Linked DNA regions of Mus musculus: regions 1 and 2 are each linked to region 3. A link is a contact called in public HiChIP or PLAC-seq and promoter capture Hi-C data. All regions are on one chromosome and are shown on one strand. The core of a region is the stretch at or near the end of the contact, and the rest is flanking DNA. Distances in the headings are between cores, read along the strand shown.

What was found. Promoter capture Hi-C pulls out the DNA fragments that hold promoters and counts their contacts. HiChIP or PLAC-seq counts read pairs in DNA pulled down with a chosen protein or histone mark.
Region 1: a promoter capture Hi-C map of liver shows a contact between it and region 3, with 2.9 times the contacts expected there. The contact joins the promoter of Snrpc here to the promoter of Hmga1 in region 3. A contact is called at or near these places in 17 of 39 promoter capture datasets (the 3T3-L1 cell line, 3T3-L1-derived adipocytes, the C10 cell line and 12 more), 1 of 15 datasets of contacts at CTCF or cohesin (the NIH/3T3 cell line), 16 of 484 Hi-C or Micro-C datasets (CD4 T cells, CD8 T cells, the G1E-ER4 cell line and 11 more), 22 of 115 datasets of contacts at active chromatin or transcription factors (the 230-238 cell line, the HPC-7 cell line, the NIH/3T3 cell line and 17 more) and 2 of 9 other capture datasets (adipose tissue and liver).
Region 2: an H3K27ac HiChIP or PLAC-seq map of embryonic stem cells shows a contact between it and region 3, with 12 read pairs. The contact joins the enhancer-like site here to the promoter of Hmga1 in region 3. A contact is called at or near these places in 2 of 39 promoter capture datasets (cranial neural crest and embryonic stem cells), 5 of 115 datasets of contacts at active chromatin or transcription factors (embryonic stem cells, pancreatic cancer cells and stem cell-derived neural progenitor cells) and 2 of 9 other capture datasets (adipose tissue and pancreatic islet).

The regions. Positions count from the first base shown.
Region 1 is chr17:27,838,646-27,842,283 of GRCm38.p6, reverse strand. It overlaps Snrpc (U1 small nuclear ribonucleoprotein C), which reads right to left and starts at 2,197. Exons shown (of 6, transcript NM_011432.2): 1 at 2,115-2,197; 2 at 1,778-1,820; 3 at 1-14. The coding sequence starts at 2,122.
Region 2 is chr17:27,228,525-27,232,272 of GRCm38.p6, reverse strand. No RefSeq gene overlaps it. Among named protein-coding and RNA genes, the nearest start is that of 9630028I04Rik, 18 kb to the left of the region's middle. Within about 2 kb of position 2,307, at least 16 of the 459 cell types and tissues checked have an H3K27ac peak or open chromatin away from gene starts, as enhancers often do. A contact at or near this core is called in embryonic stem cells and pancreatic cancer cells, where this site is marked.
Region 3 is chr17:27,554,969-27,558,470 of GRCm38.p6, reverse strand. Hmga1 (high mobility group AT-hook 1) reads right to left here and starts at 1,897. Exons shown (of 5, transcript NM_001025427.3): 1 at 1,760-1,897.

The sequences.
Region 1 (3,638 bases), core at 948-3,447, 280 kb before region 3:
TTCCTCACAGATGGCTGGAAAACAGAAAGGTCATGGCCAACACAGAGAAAAAAAATCACCAAACTAAAAAGGTTTCCCGCTTTGCCTCTGGGTGGGAAGCCTAGCTAAGACACTGAAATACCTTTTATACACTGCCTTCAGTACACATCTTTCCTGGACTTACAAACTATCCCAGAGGCCAGCATACTGGGGCCTACCCATCAAACATTTGCTTTTGAGCACTGGCAGACACATAGATCCTTGCCTCTTGGCCTCCCTCACTACTCAGTACCAGGAACAGAACTCAGAGCTTCTGTAGTTTAGGCATGTGCTCTACCAACTGGGTTATACATCTGCCTGGCAGCTTCATTTATTTACTGTCTATGGCTTCTGTCTACAATGACTTTTAGTATTATAAAGACTTTTTAGTATTATAAAGACTCCATATTTACAAATCTAAAACAGTTTGCTACTTTAAGAAAAAGCATGCGTATGGCTGATCTGAATCCTGGTACTATTTCAATGTCCTCATGTTTCTCTTTTTTTTTTTTTTTTTTTGGTTTTTCGAGACAGGGTTTCTCTGTATAGCCCTGGCTGTCCTGGAACTCACTTTGTAGACCAGGCTGGCCTCGAACTCAGAAATCCGTCTGCCTCTGCCTCCCAAGTGCTGGGATTAAAGGCGTGCGCCACCACGCCCAGCGTCCTCATGTTTCTCATGGGAAAACAGCAGCTTAAATATATTTAAGCCACACTATTAGGAGAATACAGTACTATAGGCTGGTCGGAGTGATGCAGGCCTTGAATCCCAGGCATGGAGGCAGCAGGACAGCCTGTTCTACATAAGTTCTAGGCCACCCAGGGCTACATAATGAAACCCTTTCCAAAAATAAATAAGCCAAGGAAGTGGTGGCACATAACTTTACTCCGTGCACTCAGAAGGCAGAAAGCAAGCAGCTCTCTGTGAGTTCGAAGTCAGCCTGGTTTACAAATTATTCCAGAAGATCTGTCTTGTTTCCTCAGGAGATTGGGGGGGGGGGGGGCAGATAAATAGATTATTTAAAACTATTAAAACCATAAAAACCAAATTTTGTTGTTGCTAAAGGTTGTTTTGATTTGCTTTTTTTTGAGGTAGGGTCTCCCACCATAGCCTTAAACTCACAGCAATGCTCCATCTCAGTGTACTAGGAAGACAGGCGCCAGGCCCTAACTTTGTTGCTGGGCCTTGTGGCTGCTACACACGGGGCAACACTAATCACATATCTCAGTTATTCCTCCTGATGATCAATAGTTAATGAGGTTCTCACAGGAGCTGAGAATGGAGCTGTACACTAAGACATTTCTTTCCATTTTAACCAGGCATTTGAATAATGTGACATAATCAAATCTGCAAGTTTGTAGGAACACACTCCTGGTTTGTTTGTTTTTTGTTTTGTTGGGCTTTTTTTGGAGGGTGGGGCGAGTTATTTTGACAAGGTCTCAATATGTATCCTTAACTGACCTGGAATTTGCCATCTTCCTGGCTCAGCCTCTCAAGTATTGACATTACAGGTACATGCAGTTTCTGTATACGCAAATGCTTTCCATCTTCAAGCTTGCTTAAAGTTTTATCATTCTGCAAATACCTTCAAATTGCAAAGACCTCACAAAAAGGGTGGGAAAAAACACCCGCTTCCTAATTACTTTCTAAGAAAGGTTGTCATAAAATTTCCAGGAGACTGTAATGCACACACCTGGACCTAAAGAAAAAGAATTTTGCATACAAGGCGTTTTAGGATTATAAAAAAGACCCGCCACTTACAGAATCGTGGGTAAGATACGTATCACAGTAGTCACAATAAAACCTGAAATGACAAAAGAAAACGTCAGCAATTAACAGCTGTCCAAACAAACAGACCCAAAACCCAACTTCCTCGGATTGTAAGTCAAACAAAGCGTCCTGACAGAATGCGAGGCTTCTGAGCGAGGGTCCGCGCCCACTCTGCCAGGATGGCCGGAGAGCCTGGGTCTCCACCCGCCATCCCTCGGAGGGGCTCGCCTTCCCCTCGGAACGTCCAGAACCCGAGGCCGCCGCCCTGCACCTTCACCAGGACCCAACTGACCACCGCAAGTCCGCTTGCTCCCAGGGCCACACTCACTTGGGCATGATGCTCCACAAGCCGTTGGCTACCCCGATCCCCGCCGCCAGGAACTGACGCACACAGGCTGCGCCGACGCGAGCAAAGGATGCAGACAGGAGGGGTAGGACTTCCGCTTCCGGCCTCTGCCCTACGGATGCTGTGGGTGCCTCTGAGGTTCAATCCGCGCTCACTTATTCAGGATTAGTTACTCCGTCTAGGAAGTGCGTAATTTAGTACTATCAACAAAAGGTTCCAAAACCCTGAGTCAGCAGTTCCTACGCTGCGAATCATTAATCCAGCTTCTCAAATTGTGGTGACCCCCCCAACCAGAAATTATTCTTGTCGCTATTTCATAACTGTAATTTTGCCACTCGTATGACTAGTAATGCAAATTATCGGTGTTTTCTGATGGTCTTAGGAGAAACCTGTGAACGGGTTGTTCGACCCGCAAAAGGTGTCACGACCACTGCTCTAGTATGTACCCAGCTCTTCTGTAAATGAGAAGTGAAAAAGGCAGAACCAAATCAGGTAAAAGTTCTCATTCTCCAAGACCTGATTAGCAGTAAGCTGAAATCGATCAGTGGCTGAGGGATCAAAGTCCTATGCTGGGGAAATGAAGCGGGGAAGAGCGCAGCTGAACATCAAGGAAGACAAAGAAAATGTAGAAGACGATCACTGAGAAATTGATCATTGTATTTGAGCAATTAAGACAGACGTGAATTGTAGGGACACACTCCTGGGTGAGTGGGGCGGGTCTCAAGTTTTAAACCCTGTCTCCCTGCTTCCTTCCTAGCTGTGCAATTTACTCTCTCTGAGCTTCAGTTTCCTTATCTGAAAAGTAAAGGTAATAACTTGTGCAGTTTAAGGAAGAATCAAATGTAAAAATGCTGGAAAGTAGCTGGAGAATTGGTGTAGCGATTAAGCATTTGTTGCTCTTGGAACAATCTAAGTTCGATCACCAACACTCCCCCGTGGTGACTCCCACCTGTCTGCAGCTCAAGTCTCAGGGTGTCTGATGGATCTTTTTTAATCCACTCCCAGCACTAGGCACATACATGGTGCACTTACAAACTAAACACCCATATACATACAATAATACAAAAATGAATTTAAGCCGGGCAGTGGTGGCGCACGCCTTTAATCCCAGCACTTGGGAGGCAGAGGCAGGCAGATTTCTGAGTTCAAGGCCAGCCTGGTCTACAGAGTGAGTTCCAGGACAGCCAGGGCTACACAGGGAAACCTTGTCTAAAATAAAACAAAATATAAAAAAAATTTAAATGTAAAGCTCATAGGGCATTTAGCGAAAGGTCTATGCACTTAGGCCACCATAAATGGTAGTGATTCTATAGACGTTGTTAGCAGTACATTGCCAACTAACAGGTCAAACTTAGAGTCTGTTCTCTCAAACAAAGTGGATTGCCTTTTAACTTGAACTCCAAAGAATGAGAGAGGAGGGAGGAGTCATACTGCTGTCTCTCTCTCTCTCTCTCTCTCTCACACACACACACACACACACACACACACTTGGGGGGGCAGGGAGAG
Region 2 (3,748 bases), core at 1,058-3,557, 330 kb after region 3:
AACCCCCAGCACCAGGTAAACTGGAGATGGTGGTACCCGTCTAGTACTTAGAAGGTGGAGGCAGGGGGATTTGAAGCCTAAAGTCAAAAATCATTCTTAGGGGCTGGAGAGATGGCTCAGTAGTTAAGAGCACTGACTGCTCTTCCAGAGGTCCTGAGTTCAATGCAACCACATGGTGGCTCACAACCATCTGTAATGAGATCTTTTCTTTCTTTCTTTCTTTTTTTCTTTCTTTCTTTCTTTCTTTCTTTCTTTCTTTCTTTCTTTTTTTTTATAAAAACTGAAGGAACAGTTCCTAATTCTTTTTTTTTTTAAGATTTATTTATTTATTATACGTAAGTACACTGTAGCTGTCTTCAGACACACCAGAAGAGGGCATCAGATCAACCATTACAGATGGTTGTGAGCCACCATGTGGTTGCTGGGATTTGAACTCAGGACCTCTGGAAGAGCAGTCAGTGCTCTTAACCACTGAGGCATCTCGCCAGCCCCCCGTAATGAGATGCAATGCCCTCTTCTGGTGTGAAGACAGCTACAGTGTACTCGCATACATAAAATTAATCTTTAAAAAAGTCATTCTTAGCATGGAGTGTGTTTGAGGATAGTTACTTTTCACTTTGCTTTGCTTCTCCTCCTCCTCCTCCTCCTCCTCCTCCTCCTCCTCCTCCTCCTCCTCCTCCTCCTCCTCTTTCCCATTTCTGGGGACGTCTGCACTGACCCCAGTCCCACATTTGGGCTGACTGTCATTGGCTATCCCAGTAGTTTTAGGCTGTTTGTTATTTTCTATCCCACCGTTTAGCTTCCCAGGCACATTGCCTGCTGGCTTCCTGTCAGTCTCGCCCATAGAGGCTGCTGACTGGAGACTGGTGGGAGGGAGAAGAAACGCCACTGTGTTCTCCTCGATGGTTTGGGGTGTCTGCAAGCAGCTGCTTATCCTAGCATTGGTTGGCTTCCATGGCTTACACACACACACACACACACACACACACACACACACACACACACACACGCATACACACGCACTTGTAGCTCCAGCCTGGAAGGCTCCTGGCATAGCCCTTGTCTTGCAGCCCAGTGTCTCAGCATTTCTGAGTCACCATCCAAGGCAAACCAGGTCCCACACCCAGTCATCTGCTCATCTCCTGTCTCTTTTCAGCAGTTCCGGGGCCTCCTAATTCCTTCAGGGAGCCACCTGGAAGAGCTCGGCTCCAGCTGAGGGAGATGGTGAGATAGCTCATCCTGTAACCTCAGGATTTGGGAGGTAGAAGCAGGAGACTCAGCACAGAGCCATCCTTGCCTACATAGCAGGTTCAAGGCCAGCCTGGACTACCTGTCTCAAAACCGAACAATAGGCTGAGTGTGGTGCCACACACCTGTAGCCCCAGCACTTGGAAGCAGAGATAGATGGGTCTCTGTGAGTTCAAAGCCAGCCTGGTCTACATTGTAATTCCAGGCCAGCCAAAGAAACTCAGTGAGACCCAGACTCAGAATTAAAACAAAACAAAAACACCCACCCTTAAGCAAACAAACCCACCCTCGGGTCCCCTCTGGCCCTGTCTGACCTTCAACATCTTGGAGGTGGTCTGCTGCTTCCTTGCACCTGGCCCCAGGCGCCTCCTGGCACCTGAATCCTTGGTCCCCACCCATCCTCATCTCCCAGCCTGCTTCTGGCCTCCCGACTGATGTCTTTACCTCCCACAATCCACTTTACAGCACCCAGAATGACCCAGTCCTGCCCCCTTCCTGGCACCCACACTCAGCTTCTCCCTGCCTAGAAGGATGCTCTCGTGTTTGAAAGGTCTGTACGTGTTCTGCTGAAGGGCCTGGGTCCTCGGGTCTGATGGTAGGAGGCTTTAGGTTTGAACAATGGACGAGCAGCTGCTTTGGATAGAAACAGCCTGGACCGAACACACCAGGGAGCCCCAGCCCTGCCCAGAGGAAGCCAAGTCTCTCTGTCTTTAGCAACTGACACTCAAACTTCAGGGAGCCGAATCACATTGTCAGGTGGGGGTGAGGGCACAGTCCCTCAAGTCTCCTGATAGGAATGGGCCCGGTGGCCGAGGCTGGCAGAGCCCTCGGGCTCATGCTGACTGCTTTGCTGCAGGGAACTCCGTACCTCCTGGGGTCTGAGCCGTGACCCACGAACTGCAGGGGGGGGGGTGAGCATGGAGGTGACCTTGTGCTAACTTGCCCTCTGGGAGCAGAAATCCTGTCCCTCCCACCCTGTCCCCTCCCCACTCCCACACCTCTCTCCACCCACAGCAGCAAAGACTCTGCGTGAGCCTGAGAGACAGGTGCTGGTGTTGGCTCTTTTCTTTTAAGAAGAAAAACAATGAAGAAGCAAAACCCAGGAAATGGAGGAGGGAGGGGGAAGAGAAACCCACGTTCTGAAAGAAGGTTACCTCAGCCAATTGCACACACACCCCACACCCAGACTTGGCCAGAAGGGCACAGAACTGAGAGACACCCTGGCCTTCTGACCCCCTCCCTTCCTGGAGTTCCCCCTCGTACTCCTAGCTTCTGGACTCCAGATCACTCGCCTCCACCCACCATTCTGTAGGAGGAGATTCCCTGGTGGCAGCCTCAGGTAGCCTCTGCAAAGCTCCAGTGTTCTCCTCAGATCTCAAGGATCGGCTTTCAGTGGCTGCCTCTCTTATCCCCCTCCCTCAGAGAGAGTTTAGCTTTCGTGGAGTCTGGACGGTCTTCCTGCCATCCTCACTGACCGTGGACCAGCTGGACGGACTCTCTCTCTCTCTCTCTCTCTCTCTCTCTCTCTCTCTCTCTCTCTCGTGTGTGTGTGTGTGTGTGTGTGTGTGTTTATGTCTGTCCTCATCTAAGGAGGCCAGAGATATTGCACCCCCTGGGACTGGAGTTACAAACATTTGTGAGCCTTCATGAGGATGGTGGAAATCAAACCCAGATCCTCTAGAAGAGCAGCCAGTGCTCAACTGCCAAGCTATCTCTTTAGCCCTTACTCTACCAGGCTAACCCTGTCCAGCCCTGCCCACCCCAGCCTATCTAACCCCATAAGGAGCTATCTTCTCACTGTGCACAGCATCTATCAGTGAGGTCCCAAGCCAGTTCCATGCAGATCTGGACCCCCTCTGCAGATGGAGACTCTCAGAGGAAGAGCCTCTTCCTTGGTCTGGCAGAGAGGGCCAGGCTGCCACCACGGGCTTTGACAAATTGGCCCAGTGTGGATCTGACATGCTCGTGGCTGAGGGAAGGAGGGCTAGGATCATCTTCTCAGGGAACCCCTCCCGTGAGAACTAAGGAGCAGGCCCACCTACAGCAGTAGTGCTGCAGCAGAGCCAGCCCACGCTCTCCCTCCATCTTCCTGATCTCTCCTTTTCCTGAGTACCCTTGAATGAGGGGCAATTATTCCAGAGACTCAGCAGGGGATGTTTTCCTGCCCTGAGGGAAAGGGGAAATATGTCCAAGTCTATTTGTTTAAATTATTCAGCCACCGGAGCACCAAAAGGCATGACAAGAGAGCCAGGGTTTGCCAGAGCTCAGCCCGTCAGCACCGCGGACAGCGCCAGTCCAGGCTAGGGCCCCAGGTGGCTGTAGGCTCAAAGCCGAGAAGAAGGAGGGGAAGAGGGGGTCTTTCTCTCTCTTCCCTTCCTTTCACTGCAGCTTGAGGGGACATTGGATGAGGAATGTCACTGCCCAGCCCAGTTGTCTGGTAATCAGCCATTCTCAGTGCCCTGCATGAAAAGGCAATTAGAGCAAGAATTAAAAAGCCATT
Region 3 (3,502 bases), core at 648-3,147:
CTTGCCTGGAGATCCTGGCCAGTCTCCCGGACACTGTTTTGCCACCTGGTGCCTCCCCAATTCTTGCCGTTAGGGACTCTAAACCACCTGCTCTCCCCAATGCCCCCACTGAATTAAGCTTAGAGTCTCTGTCCAGCGAGGCCAAGGAAAACCTCACCTCTTCCACCTGTTTCTGAGCATCAGGGAGGTCTGGCATGGCCAAGTCACATTTAGGAGTCCAAGCCCCATGTGTCTCTCTTGGGCCTCCAGCCTGTCTCTCACACGGGTGCACACGCTGTGGCTCCTCAACGTTTCAGTAACTATGCAAGAACTACCAGAGGAGTAACATCCCGGCAGGCCTATTGTTAAGGGTCTTAAAGGGTCCCCCTTTAAATATAGAGAGAAGACCCCTCAATAGCCCAAGGTCACACAGCAACTTGGTAAAATGGAGGTTCTTGCGGAATGCTTACAGACCGCCACTTTGTTTACTGAGAAGCAGGTTAAGACCCAGGCGCCCTCTACTCCAGAATGAGGATGCCTTCGCTGGCGTCCCAGCCTGGTGGTTGTAGGCCGGCGCTTCTAGGAGCTAGGACGAGGGGGAGGGGCGCAGAGCCCTTTAGGCGCGGGAAACGGCGCACCCCGACCACATGCACCGCCACGCGGGTGCGCCCGGCCCCACTTCCTGCCAGAGGGGGCACCCAAGCCCGCCTTGGGGGCAGGAAACCTGGTGCGAGTCGCAGGAAGAAAAAAACCCCTTCCTCTCTCCATGAAAACCAAAGCGGGGGGGGGGGCAGAAACGGGGAGTCGAAGGGACTAGTTCTAACAGAACCCAGCAAAGCAGAGGAACCAGTTTGTGGGGGCGGAGGGCAGGCCTGGCCCTGGAGGTTGAAGAGGCGCGGGGCAGGGCCAAAGGTGTGTGTGGGGGTGGGGGGTGAAACCCCGAAACCCAGGCCCTCGCGATCCGGCCTCGTCCACGCACAGTACTACTCTGGGAAAGGCGGAGGAGAGGCCAGAGAGGAATCTCGGGTCGCCGGGCCCCTCCCCCGCACTTCTAGAACTTCCCTGGCTGAGGGGGGCGCGCGCCCACCTCCCGCCGCTGCGCAGCGCGCGCCCCTCCCTGAGGCCGGGCTCGCCGAGCGCGAGGTGCACGGGCGCCGCTGGGTGCACAAGCGGCGCTCGTCGCAGTCGCGCGCCCCCTCCCCCTCCGCGCGCCGTTCCCCGGGGTCTCCGCACCCCACGGTCGCAACCCGGGCACCCTCAACCTGGGGACCGGAGGACGCGGCGCCCCGCGGACACCCACCCCGGCCCCGCCGCCTGCGAGCACAGTGCGGCCTCCCCTTTCCCGCGGCCCGCGCAAGCCCGGGGCCTGGGAATAAAGCGGGCAGCGCGCGCCGCAGGCCCCCCGGGCGCGCCGCGGACACTCACCGCGAGCTCCGCAGGCCGCCGGCGGGGCGCGCTCGGGGCTGCCGGGTGCGGCGTGGCTGGGCTCAGGGCACCGGCCTGGGCTCTGCCGCCACCGCCGCCGGTCGCAAATGCGGATCTGAAACCGGGAGAGGGCAGAGGCGCTGAGACCGCTGCGTGCGCGCCGCCCGGGCCCCCGCCGGGGATGTGTGTCACATCCGAGCTGGGGCGAGGGAACACTGACGGATCCCGCTCCCCTGGAGGATGGCGAGGGGCAGGAAGCTGGGCACGGCCCGTGCGCGGCCTCAATAAATAATAATGTGATTAGATTCTAGACCTACAGGAAAAAAAGAAGCCACCCGAGCGGCGGCGAACTCACGCCTTCTTGGAGCCGCGCCAACACCAGAAATAGCCCCGACTCGGAGTCCCAATTAGAGGAGCGCAGCCCCGGCTCAGGGGAGCTTAAAAAGAGCGACCCAGGGGCAGGGGGGACGGGCCCGCCCGCGCCAGCCGTGTCACCGGGGGGCGGGGCCATGCAAATGAGCCCGGGGATTTAAAAGGGCGGCCGCCCGCCAGCTGCCGCCGCCGCGCGCGGGTAGCTCGCCACTGTGCGCGCGGTTTCCGCGGGCACGCGCGCCGACGGCCCTCGTTTCTCACAGTTCCCGAGCAGCCTGGCGTTGGAGGAACCGGTGACGGCGGCCCTGCTGTTTAAGTGGGGACCCGGGGACACACCTACAGGAGCCCCCCCGTGGACTCCGGCCTCGCGGGGAGGCGCGCGCTGACGCCTGTGCCCTCGGACGTCCACGCGTACCCTAAGGAGCTTCTCGCGGCCCGGACGCCGCCCCCCCCCCCCAGCCCATGTCGAGGGCCTCTCCTTAATTCCCCTCTGCCACCAAGCAGGTGACGGCGTGTGCGTCTCCGGAGGCCTCCAGGCGCGTAAAAAACAAAGTCTTGTGAAACCCAAACGTGAAACTTGGCCAACGCCAACGGTTTAAATCTAGTAACGGCCGCCACCCAGGTGCAGGCTTCAAAGGAGCCGAGCGATTGGCCGCCTCGCCGGGACATCGCGGGGAGGAGCCACGGGTGGCCAGCTGCTTGGTGTTGAGGAAGCACGAGGTCCCTCTGGTGTGATTCCCCGCCCCCGTGACTTACGACTTAAGACAAGGGGCGCCTGGAAGCCCCTTGAGGGCAGGGGTTCGAGTTTCCCGCCTCTGGGCGCCTGGGTCAACAAAAGACTTGTTGCTGGGCCGGAGGAAGCCTAAGTGGGAAGATGGCGGGCGGTGGGGCGCGCCCTGCAGGCCGGGCGCGGGCCCTTGGACGCACCTCCCCACCTCGGTTCCCCGAGTCGGCCTTTCCACACCTCTCGTGATGCAGGGAATCGTAATTCGGGCCCAGTGACACACGACTGTGACTCATAACTCTGTTCCCCTTCCTCCGCGGTCAGCCCTCTCCTCGGGGGGCGCGCGGGCGGTGGAAGGGTACGCGGGGGCCCAGCGTGCGCCCGGCTGGAGGCGGGGTGGGAGCCTTGGGGAGGCGGGCCTCCCAGTTTCAGGAATGCCTCAGGAATGTTTCCGGTGGGGGGTGGGGAGCGCGGCGGGCCCGGCTACCCCCCACCCCCCACCCCCGGGCCGTAGGATGGCGCCCTGGGCGCAGGGCAGCACGTGCTCGGTGGGGGTGGGGCGCAGCGGTCAGGCGCGGGAGGCCACGGCAGGCCGCGGGTCCCGGACCAAGGTCCAGGTGACCCTCAGTTCCAGGGGTGCCCCTGGAGAAGGAGGAAGTCATGGAGGGGCGTTCCCAACGGGTGGAGGGGAGCCTAGGGCGCCGGGGCAGTCTGGGGGAGGAGCGGCTGCCCCTTTGTGTGCAACCGCCGTGGGGGCGGGGCGGGGTGGAAGCGCGCCGCGCCCTCCATCTTTGTGCCCCGCGAGCCGAGTTGGCTGGAGGGGCTCGAAGTTGCTGCGAGCTCTGGGGACCTTCGTAGCGAGGTGTGGCTGAGCAAGCTGCCAACTCCCACCAACGCCAGCCCACATCCTCCCATGGTACAGGTCATTGCCAGCAGCCTAGGCCACTAGGCCCTTGCTGTGGTGTTGAAGGGGGAGAGTTTGGGAATGGCCCCGCGGGCCCT